Linked DNA regions of Hordeum vulgare: all the other regions are linked to region 1. The links are chromatin contacts, called in public Hi-C maps. All regions are on one chromosome and are shown on one strand. The core of a region is the stretch at or near the end of the contact, and the rest is flanking DNA. Distances in the headings are between cores, read along the strand shown.

What was found. Hi-C and Micro-C count contacts between places; a contact is called where the count stands out from the background.
Region 2: a contact with region 1 is called in a Hi-C map of seedling, with 3 times the contacts expected there. The contact joins the promoter of LOC123440370 here to the promoter of LOC123444612 in region 1. A contact is called at or near these places in 3 of 6 Hi-C or Micro-C datasets (leaf and seedling) and 1 of 1 datasets of contacts at active chromatin or transcription factors (embryo).
Region 3: a contact with region 1 is called in a Hi-C map of leaf, with 4 times the contacts expected there. The contact joins the enhancer-like site here to the promoter of LOC123444612 in region 1. A contact is called at or near these places in 4 of 6 Hi-C or Micro-C datasets (leaf and seedling) and 1 of 1 datasets of contacts at active chromatin or transcription factors (embryo).

The regions. Positions count from the first base shown.
Region 1 is chr3H:516,421,737-516,424,940 of MorexV3_pseudomolecules_assembly, forward strand. It overlaps LOC123444612 (ethylene-responsive transcription factor 4), which reads left to right and starts at 1,654. Exons shown (of 1, transcript XM_045121393.1): 1 at 1,654-2,760. The coding sequence starts at 1,756. The coding sequence ends at 2,481.
Region 2 is chr3H:516,660,767-516,663,970 of MorexV3_pseudomolecules_assembly, forward strand. LOC123440370 (ethylene-responsive transcription factor 3-like) reads left to right here and starts at 1,665. Exons shown (of 1, transcript XM_045116939.1): 1 at 1,665-2,531. The coding sequence starts at 1,841. The coding sequence ends at 2,368.
Region 3 is chr3H:516,286,311-516,289,514 of MorexV3_pseudomolecules_assembly, forward strand. No RefSeq gene overlaps it. Among protein-coding and RNA genes, the nearest start is that of LOC123444612, 140 kb to the right of the region's middle. Within about 2 kb of position 1,456, at least 3 of the 3 cell types and tissues checked have open chromatin away from gene starts, as enhancers often do. A contact at or near this core is called in leaf and seedling, where this site is marked.

The DNA.
Region 1 (3,204 bases), core at 404-2,903:
TGCTTACTCTCAATCCCTCCAATGATTCTTGCTTGTTCTTGAGGGAAAAGAGAGAGGAGATCTACATCCACATCTCCACCAATCACTTTCTCCTCTATGTGAGGAGAACCCCTTGGATCCAGATCTTGGAGTTCTTTGTGAGCTCCTTATTTTTCTTCCCATATTTCTCCATAGATTTCGTTGTTGTGGAGGGATTGAAGTGTGAGGGACTTGACCACTTCGTGTGTTCTTGCCATTGCATTGGTTGCATCGGTTTAAGTTCTCCACGGTGATACGTGGAAGTGAAGTTTGAGAAGCTTATTACCTTTGGTACTTAGTACCCTAGATATTGTTCTTCGTGGATGCTTTGACGTCCTAGAAGCTTGGTGGTGTCTCGGAGCTCAATCATTGTGGTGTGAAGCTCCGGAAAAGCGCCGGGGTCTCCAATTAGGTTGTGGAGATTACCCCGAGCAATTTGTACGGGTACCGGTAACCGCCCCCAAGGGTTGCCACGTGTACGGGTTCGGTGACCGCCCTCAAGGTTTGCCATTTGTACGGGTTCGGTGACTGCCCACAAGGGTTCCTTAGTGGAATCACGGCATCTTGCACTGTGCGAGGACGTGAGGAGATTACGGTGGCCTTAGTGGCATCTTGGAGAGCATCGTGCCTCCACACCGCTCCAACGAAGATTAGCATCCGCAAGGGTGTGAACTTCGGGATACATCATCGTCTCCGCGTACCTCGGTTATCTCTTACCCGAACCCTTTACTTATGCACTTTACTTTGTGATAGCCATATTGTCTCTTGTCATATATTTTGCTATCACTTAGTTGTTTATCTTGCATAACTTGTTGGTGCACATAGGTGAACCTAGTTGTTTGAGGTTTGTGCTTGACATATTAAACGTTAGTTTTATTTCGTATTTGTTCAAGTCTAAACCTTAATTATTTTAAAGCGTCTATTCACCCCCCTCTAAACGACATCCACGTCCTTTCATAAACAACACGCCGCCAAAAAACCCTTTCTTGAGGTTTGAGACTTTTTTGATACTTTTTTAATAGTGCCCCTACTTTTAGCATGTCATTTAATAACTTCTAATACTAGGGGTAACATGATCTTTTTGCATGTCATTTAATGACCTCTATTTTCTGTTTAATCCCTGAAAAAAAACTTATAGGGACTAGGGATTTTAAAGAAACATGGGCTAAATATTACTTCGTGTGACGCTAGAATGGGATTGAGCGACAAACTTGGGGGTATGGCGACGCAAAATACAAATATCATCATCAGGGCTTGTTCGGTTAATCCCCATCACAAGTGGATTGAAGGGGATTGGAGGGGTTTGAGATGAATTTTGACTTGCTGGGGATTTAATCCCTTCAAATCCCTCGAAGAAGGCCTCAAGCGGAACCGTTCCCTGGCATACGGCATATATTGTGCAAAATTGATGTCTGGCGGTGGGCTAAACAGAAAAAGGCGCCGCTGGCCTAATTTAATGCCGCCATGCTAAAGACGAGTGGGGGGCGGCGGCGAGGACAGTCAAACCGCATGCTGACTGCGCCGCGTTTTATTCCCTCTCGCCGCTCCCTCCACCGCTCACCGCTCGCTCCCCTTTTCCCCTACTCACTTCCCTTTTTTAACCCCCCGTCCATCTATAAATGCACGCCCCCCTCCTCGCCTTATCCTGGGCGCTACACACCCAACCCACCCCACCTCACCAAAACGCCCGCATAACCAAAAAGATACGCGCACGCCACTTGTACACCTGCTGCACCCATGGCGCCTAGAGCGGCGGAGAAGGCGCCTGTCTCCCCGCCCACCGGGCTCGGCCTTGGCGTTGGCGGCGGCGTCGGGGTCGTAGCCGGCGGCGCCCACTACCGTGGCGTTCGGAAGCGCCCCTGGGGACGTTTCGCCGCAGAGATCCGCGACCCGGCCAAGAAGAGCAGGGTGTGGCTCGGCACGTACGACACGGCGGAGGAGGCCGCGCGCGCCTACGACACCGCCGCGCGCGAGTTCCGCGGCGCCAAGGCCAAAACGAACTTCCCGTTCCCTTCGTCGTCGTCGCCGTCTCCTCTCGCCGCCGGCGGCGGCAGCCCGAGCAGCAACAGCACCTTGGACTCGAGCGGTGGTGGGAGCGGCGGCTGCGCCCAGGCGCCTATGCAGGCCATCCCGCTGCCGCCCGCCCTCGACCTGGACCTCTTCCACCGCGCGGCGGCCGTGACCGCCGGCGGCATGCGCTTTCCATTCAACGGTTACCCGGTGGCGCCGCGCCAGCCCCTGCACCCGTACTTCTTCTACGAACAGGCCGCGGCCGCCGCGGCGGCTTCGTCAGGTTACCGCACGCTGAAGATGGCGCAGCCGGTCACCGTGGCGGCCGTTGCCCAGAGCGACTCCGACTCCTCGTCGGTCGTTGATCTGTCCCCGTCGCCCCCAGCGGTGACAGCGCATAAGGCGGTCGCGTTTGATCTGGATCTGAACCGGCCGCCGCCTTCGGAGGACTAGACAAAGGACAAATTTTAGATGATGACTGTAGCTTGTCATTTTTCCTGCAGGGAACGTTTTTTTCCCTCCTTCCTTCCTCGTTTTGGTCCTCTTGTATTTTTGTTTAGTTGTCTGAGACAGACCGAGGAGCCCTGTAAATAGTTTTTCCGCCGAGAACGTAGCAGAACCGATCTGAGATCTGTTCGTCTAAACGGATCAAACCGGCGTGGAGGTGAACCGAGACTTGAGTATATGTGTATCTCGTAAGATGAGTGTAGTATGATGATGAGTTTTTCAGGACAGGAGTAGTACTTCTTTTCTTTTTGTTCAGAAAGGCAAGATGAATGGTTGGGAAACGTCATCAGTTTTGCTGCCATCTCTGCGACACGACAGTTAATGGTTTGGTGAATTGCACGTCTCACTCTGCATGGTTGCTTCTGGACTCGACTGCCTTGAGGTTGCGCAGGAGTAATTGAGCTGGAAGGAGTAGCAGTATTAACGTAATTTTGCATGCCATTATTGCGCACTCAGCTGTCAAATTGCGGCTTTCAAACCCTTCACACGCTGACAGCCTCGGAGAAAAAGAAAGATGGGTAGATCTAGGACGGAAAGGGCCAAGGTGCAGTGGGCACGAGAGACAAGTGTGGACGGGAGAGAAAGAGAGGGATGGCGTGCGAGCGGAGCGGTGCGGTGGACGGACCGACGATCCGTAGGCGCGATGGAATCGCGACCGCGTTGTTCTAC
Region 2 (3,204 bases), core at 415-2,914, 240 kb after region 1:
CCAAACAATCAAAGTAGAACGTAAAGGCTATTCATTTGTAACCGTATGCAGCCTATCAAACGCGTCACAGATGAATAGCCTTCATGTTCTATTTTGACGTCACAGCGCACACCCGGCCCGTGAGCTCCTCCAGCGGGCGAAAGAAACGAACCGATAGTAAAGGGGAGCTCCTCCAACGGGCGAAAGAAACGAACCGATAGTAAAGGGGAGCTCCTCCAGCGGGCGAAAGAAACGAACCGATAGTAAAGGGGTGTTTATTTCCATAGACTTTTTGGTGTAGGGACTAAAAAAAGTCCCTTTTAGTTCCGTGTGAAACAAACAGGAGGGACTTTTAGGGACTAAAATGGGGTATTTGGGACTAAAGGAAGAAGTCCGTGTGGGAGGGTCTTTTTGCGACTTTTTTGACACTTTTTTTCCAATAGAGCTCCTACTTTTAGCATGTCATTTAATAACTTCTAGTACATTATTAGGGGTAACATGGTCTTTTTGCATGTCATTTAATGATCTATAGTCCCTGTTTAGTCGATGAAAACGAACGGATAGGACTTGAAAGTTTTTAATTAAGATAAAAAGAAGTCCTAAAACTTCTCAAACAAACAGTTGCTGAAAGCAAAGGGAAAGCCGCGAGTAGGCCCACACCGCCGCACGCACCGAACGCCGTACTCCTCCCACCACCCGCTCCGCTCCGCTCCGCTCCGCTCCGCCTTCCATCGGCCGGCCCAGGGCCCCGCCGCCATCACTAACGGCGACGCGCCACACGCGTCCCATTCCAGCCCGCCCGTGCTGTCCCCCGCCCCACGACACGCCTCCTCGCACGTGAACTGCGCGCAAGCAATTGCCCGTCGACACGTCCCCGATGCCACCCACCGTGTATCCACGCTCATTTTCTTTTTTCGCGAGGGTGTCCATGCTCATTTGACTGACTGGTCCATGGGGACAGCGATCCCATGCCCCCACCGGTCATCGTAAGCTGGTTCTAGCATGCCACTTGCGCCTCTTTTATTCCTCGCGGCGAATAAGCGACAAGGCAGTCCCGGGCGGGAAGCAGGGCAGGAGGATGGCGCAGGCATGCAATGCAAGATTCACTGGCAGGCAGGCCCCCACGATCGTGACCCCACCATACATGGCGCGCTGCACCGTCCGGCGCCGCATGCACCAGAGCAATTCCAACCAGTGACCCATTTCGTCTTTTGAATCACCACGGATAAAAAAAATGGTTCAATACAAATGATCGAAATAAAAAAAAAGGACAAACATGTCCGCTAGATCGATTTAAATGGACAAGAAATGCAGTGTCTATTTGGACCTGTGCGTTGAAGTTGCTTTGAGGCGAGGTGGAATCGTCCGCTGGTCTAGGACTTAGTGAAAAGCGAGCAGCGGCGCGGCCGTATTAGGTAGGGATGTCGTCACGCGGGCAGGCGGAGAGAGAGTTCACATGAGTGAGAAATGGAGGCGGTGGGTTGGGTGCACAGTACACACTGCGTAGCGCCAGGAACGGTACCGCGCAGCGACCAGCAGCAGCAAGAAAAATAAAAGCGGTCCCGGCGATACGTCAAGTCGCGCGGCGGCTGTGGCGTGCTCCCCCAAGCCACCCCACCCCACCCAACCCGTCCCCCAAACCCCAACCCAAGATACGGCTACCGCCCCACCCATTCTCTACTACGACTACGAGGTGCGGCGCCGGTCTATAATACCAGTACACCGTCGCTCCCCCAAAGAACCCCATCCCACGTAGCGCTCCACATGCGTTGCGTTAGATAGACGGACGAGACCTGTCCAAGAGAGCAAGCCAGACATCGCCGGCCGCGCCGTGTAGGCTCACTGTGCACCTCCCCGTCCGATGGATCCGGTGCTGCGGGGTGCGGCGAGCCCCGGTGGCGGCCAAGGTGGCGCGGGAGGAGGAGGAGGAGGAGGCGAGGCGCACTACAGGGGCGTGAGGAAGCGGCCGTGGGGGCGGTACGCTGCGGAGATCCGCGACCCGTGGAAGAAGACGCGCGTGTGGCTGGGCACCTTCGACACCCCCGTGGAGGCCGCCTTCGCCTACGACCGCGCCGCGCGAACCCTCCGCGGCGCCAAGGCCAAGACCAACTTCCCCGACCACGCCCACCGTCACCACCACCACCGCCCGCCCCTGCAGCAGCAACCCGTTCCGTTCGGCGGCATCGACCTCAACCTCAACTTCCCTTCGCCGTGGCACTTCGTCTACTTCTCGCCTCCGGCGGCCGCGCCAGCGCCTCGTCTTCCGCAAGAAGCGTCTCCGGCGGCCTCCGTCCCGCCGTCGACGGCGCTCGAGCTCGGCATGGCGCCCAGGCCTGCCGGCCTCCCGTTCGACCTCAACGAGCCGCCATCGCTGCTCTTCGGGTCGTGATACGATCGCATGGCTCATGGCTGCGATCGACGGTAGTGGGCTTCTGTGACGGTGTGTGTGAGAGAGAGACGTGCTGACGGCCGCAAGGGGAGCCGACGGCACTGGTTCGGCTAGCTGCCTGTATATACCTATTTGTGGAAAGCTTGGCCTTTCTTCTTGGTCATTTCCCGTCCGTTTCGCTCATGCGTTTCTGCTTTCGGGTGTGCTGTCGGTAATGGTGGGCTTAGGTGGGTTCAGGGCTGGATATCTACTTTTAACGGATGTGTTTTGCGCGGTGAACCCTGTCTTTTGGTCCAAGGCCGGTAGCCCCGCGAGCCGACTAGACTAGTCGCCGAGAGTGCGGCCGTGCACGCGGCAGCAGGCGGCGCTGTACTTCTTGGTCAGGCGTTCACCAGTACCGTCTTTTGCGGATACTGTGCTGAGCATGTGCTAATCCATAGTAGTGCTACTGCCATTAACTTGTTTGCTTGTTGCACATGGTGAGAAGGCTGAAAGACAGTCGCGCAGCGGCCATACTATGGTCTATAGAGACGCGGTGAATCGGTGGAGACGTAGACCGGCCTGATGAAATCTCTAACTTATTAGGGTACATGCCAATCAACAACCAAGTAGGAGTACTACTAGTTTCAGAACATGACTCCTTCCTTGGCTTATCATATACTCCTACCAGCTGATAGCTTTTATACAATCACTGAAACATGCCTGGTTATTTGGCGTGTTCAGACGAGGAAAAAAAAACTCAGCCCGGAGTGGAAGGTGTAAGCCATAGCAGTAATTCCTTATTTGTGCCACTACGTATCTGGTCGAGGAGTCTCCGTTTGCGAGGTCGGATTACG
Region 3 (3,204 bases), core at 206-2,705, 140 kb before region 1:
CGTAGCCGGAGCTCCCACGCCGCCCGACCCCGTCCACCTCGCATTGTCGACCAACTCCGGTCGAAGCCTCGCGGGCGACCCAGGCCATCGGCGTCGCTCGCCCCTTCTTCTTCCCTTTTATCTCTCTCCTGCCTCACCATCTTTTTTCTACCAGACACCACCATGGACGCCCGAGCTCCCAGCCGCATCTCTAGCACGTCGACGCTCAGATCCACGCTCCCTCGCCCAGATCCTGTTGTCATGGACCCATTCCCGCCGGATCCGCCCCAGGCGTCGTTGCTTCGCCGGAGTCCATCGCCGTTGTCTCCCTACCTCGGGCAGGAGGAAAGGGACGAGCTCCCGTTGGCCCCTCGCTCGCTGCCCCATCCGCTCGTGTGGGCCGTGCAACCCAAGCCGCAACGCCAGGCTGCCTCTCACAACATCAAGGCCCAACGTTTCAATTTTTTTGTGTGAAGTCAATACGTTTTATTATGGTTATCTATAAGTGGACTGCGAATTTACTGCTATCATATTAGTAGCCCAATGGCTAGAGCTTAAACCTTTTACCACATAGTCTAGTGTTCGATCCTAGATAAGCGCATCTTTGTTGTTTATCTTTTTTATTAATAAAACACAGAATTGTGGGGACCCTTTTAAGGGCTATTGTCCCACGCATTTAAGAACGGAAGGAGTAATTAAAATGGAAATATACACTGCACTCGTAAACATAATAAAAAGTGTTGATAATCTATTGAGGTATTTAACGTGCTTCATCAATCGAACTAGTCATTTTTCCTCTTCAAAGAGCATATAGGAAAACTACAGGAGTGTGAAGAATTTTCATTCACAATTGCAGCACATGTGCATGTGACAAATTGAGACGAGAAATGAGAAAAATAGGTGTAGACATGATACATGTAACAATTTCTTTTGTTGCAACGTACGAGCATTTATTCTAGTAATGATAAAACAACTAAACAAGGATGTCTTACATTCCAAATTTTAAAATACAACATCGGACAACAAGGTTTTTTAACCTACAAGATAAAGATAGAATTAAGCTTACTAGCAGAACATAATTTTCACGGTTTTAACGATGATACTTATTTTCAAACAGACGGGATAGTATGTATAACGGTATAAATTAAGATGCATTTGATTTTTCTTTCCTCGTTAAATAAAGTGAATAAAGTGTCATACGTACGAAAACGATACAAACTTTCGTACTTATTATGATGATGATGATGAAAACCGATAGTAGTACAAACTTAACATGCGCACAACATGTCACTCCTACGCAGCCGAGTAAAACGCTGTCTCAACTGCTCCGCCGTCTACGTCAAACTCGGAGCGATATACGACGAGACCGGCAGGCACGCCGGACCGCGTTCACGCTCACCGCTTACTACGCGGCAGCAGGCAGGTGGGGAGACCAAGTGGGGAGCGGGGCGCACGACTTGGACCCGGTAGCGCGACGTCCCGTCGACTTTGTCCCGCTCCGCACCGCCCGCCGTCTACCACAGTCCACAGCACGCCACCACCATCCCAATCCCAAAAGCAAGAAAAGAAAAGAAAAAAAGGCAAGCAAGCAGACAGGCGGATACGGGTACGTGCCGGCGTCGCCGGGCAATCCCCGTCCACGCCTCCACCTGGCGCGGCGCCGTTCGCGTGCGAGGGGACCGCGCACCACCCGACGACTGATTTGGAGAGGCGGCACGTAGAAGACGCGCCCGGTCCCCGTCGCCCCTCCTTTTCTTTTCGGCGGGTCGCCGTCGCCGGCCTCTTTTTTTCTCCCCCCCTGCCGTGCCGCCGCTCCAGCGGCGCCCTCTTTTTCCACGGCGTCGACGCGTCGGCCGGCTGCTGAGCGGCGGGCCTGCCCCAGGTGCGATAATTTATGGGCGCGGCGCTGTGTATGAAGGTGCTGCGTGACGATTTAATTAGCGTCACGTCCGGACGGACCCTAGTGCGTCGAGGCTGTCCTCGAGGGGAGGCGCGGGGCCACCGCCGGTCCAGCTCCACCTCTGCGCCATGAATTCCTTCTTCAATAATTGCGTCTCCAAAGTGGGGTGCATCCTGGCTGCACTGCTCGCAACAATTTGCTCCACGGACGCGGCCTCGTGTACCATGCCGTGCGCTCGTGCGGCAACGTAGTAGGCTGCAAGTTTCTTTTTTTTTATCGAGGCTGCAAGTGGACTGGCCAATTCTTTTTGGACTCGCGAATTGGATGACTCACGGCCTGTTTGGTTCATGACTAGCTTTGCCATAACTAACCTTAGGCAAAGTATGGCTGCTATAAAAAATGTGGCTAATAAAATGGACACCATAAGTGTGGCAAGATTTGTCAAAAATTGAGTGTATGACATGTGGACCATATAACTAGAAAATTGTGGCAAGCCACAAGTGTGATAATGAACCAAACACATGCCTAAGGTATTGTGGCATGACTAAGGTTAGACGTGGCAACGTTAGGCTGGGAACCAAACAGTCCCTGAATCTTCTGATAGAGACGAATTGAATGCTGTGTCATCTCATCAACAACCAGTTTCGACTTGTTCCTGTTTTTAAACACTTCTTAATACTCATCAGTTCCCGAATACACTTCTTTTTTAACACCTCTAACTTTTTTTGACTATAGAGATCTATATCAACATGTTTTAGTGTGTTTGTTTACTACTCCCTCCGTTCTTAAATATAAGTCTTTTAAGCGATTTCACTAAGAGTCTACATACGAAGCAAAATGATTGAATCTATACTCTAAAATATATCTATATACATCCGTATGTAGTTCAGTAGTGACATCTTTACAAAGACTTATATTTAGGAACGGAGGGATTATATGTTAGTCCGCAATGTGATCCATATTAAAATATTCAAACCATTTTATTATATTTATTTATGAAGGAAAGGAGTATGTCCAATATTAAAGACTCCAGGAGCTTCTCTCTTTGCCTTTATTTTTGTAGAAGTTATTAAATTTATTGATCATCAGGCTTATCTCTTCATTGATAATAAAGTTGTCATTTAAGGTAGCGGGAGTGTCATTTAAGGTAGCGGGAGTGTCATTAAATTTATTATGAAGCTCTTTTTTGTATTTGAGTGACATCTCATGAGCAACAATCCTTCCAATGACTTCTGATAGCTCGAGATCTTTGTAGTTTGTCATCATTTGGATCAATATGCACACGGTGTCGTACTTTTCATCGAAGGATCTAAGAATCTTTTTGA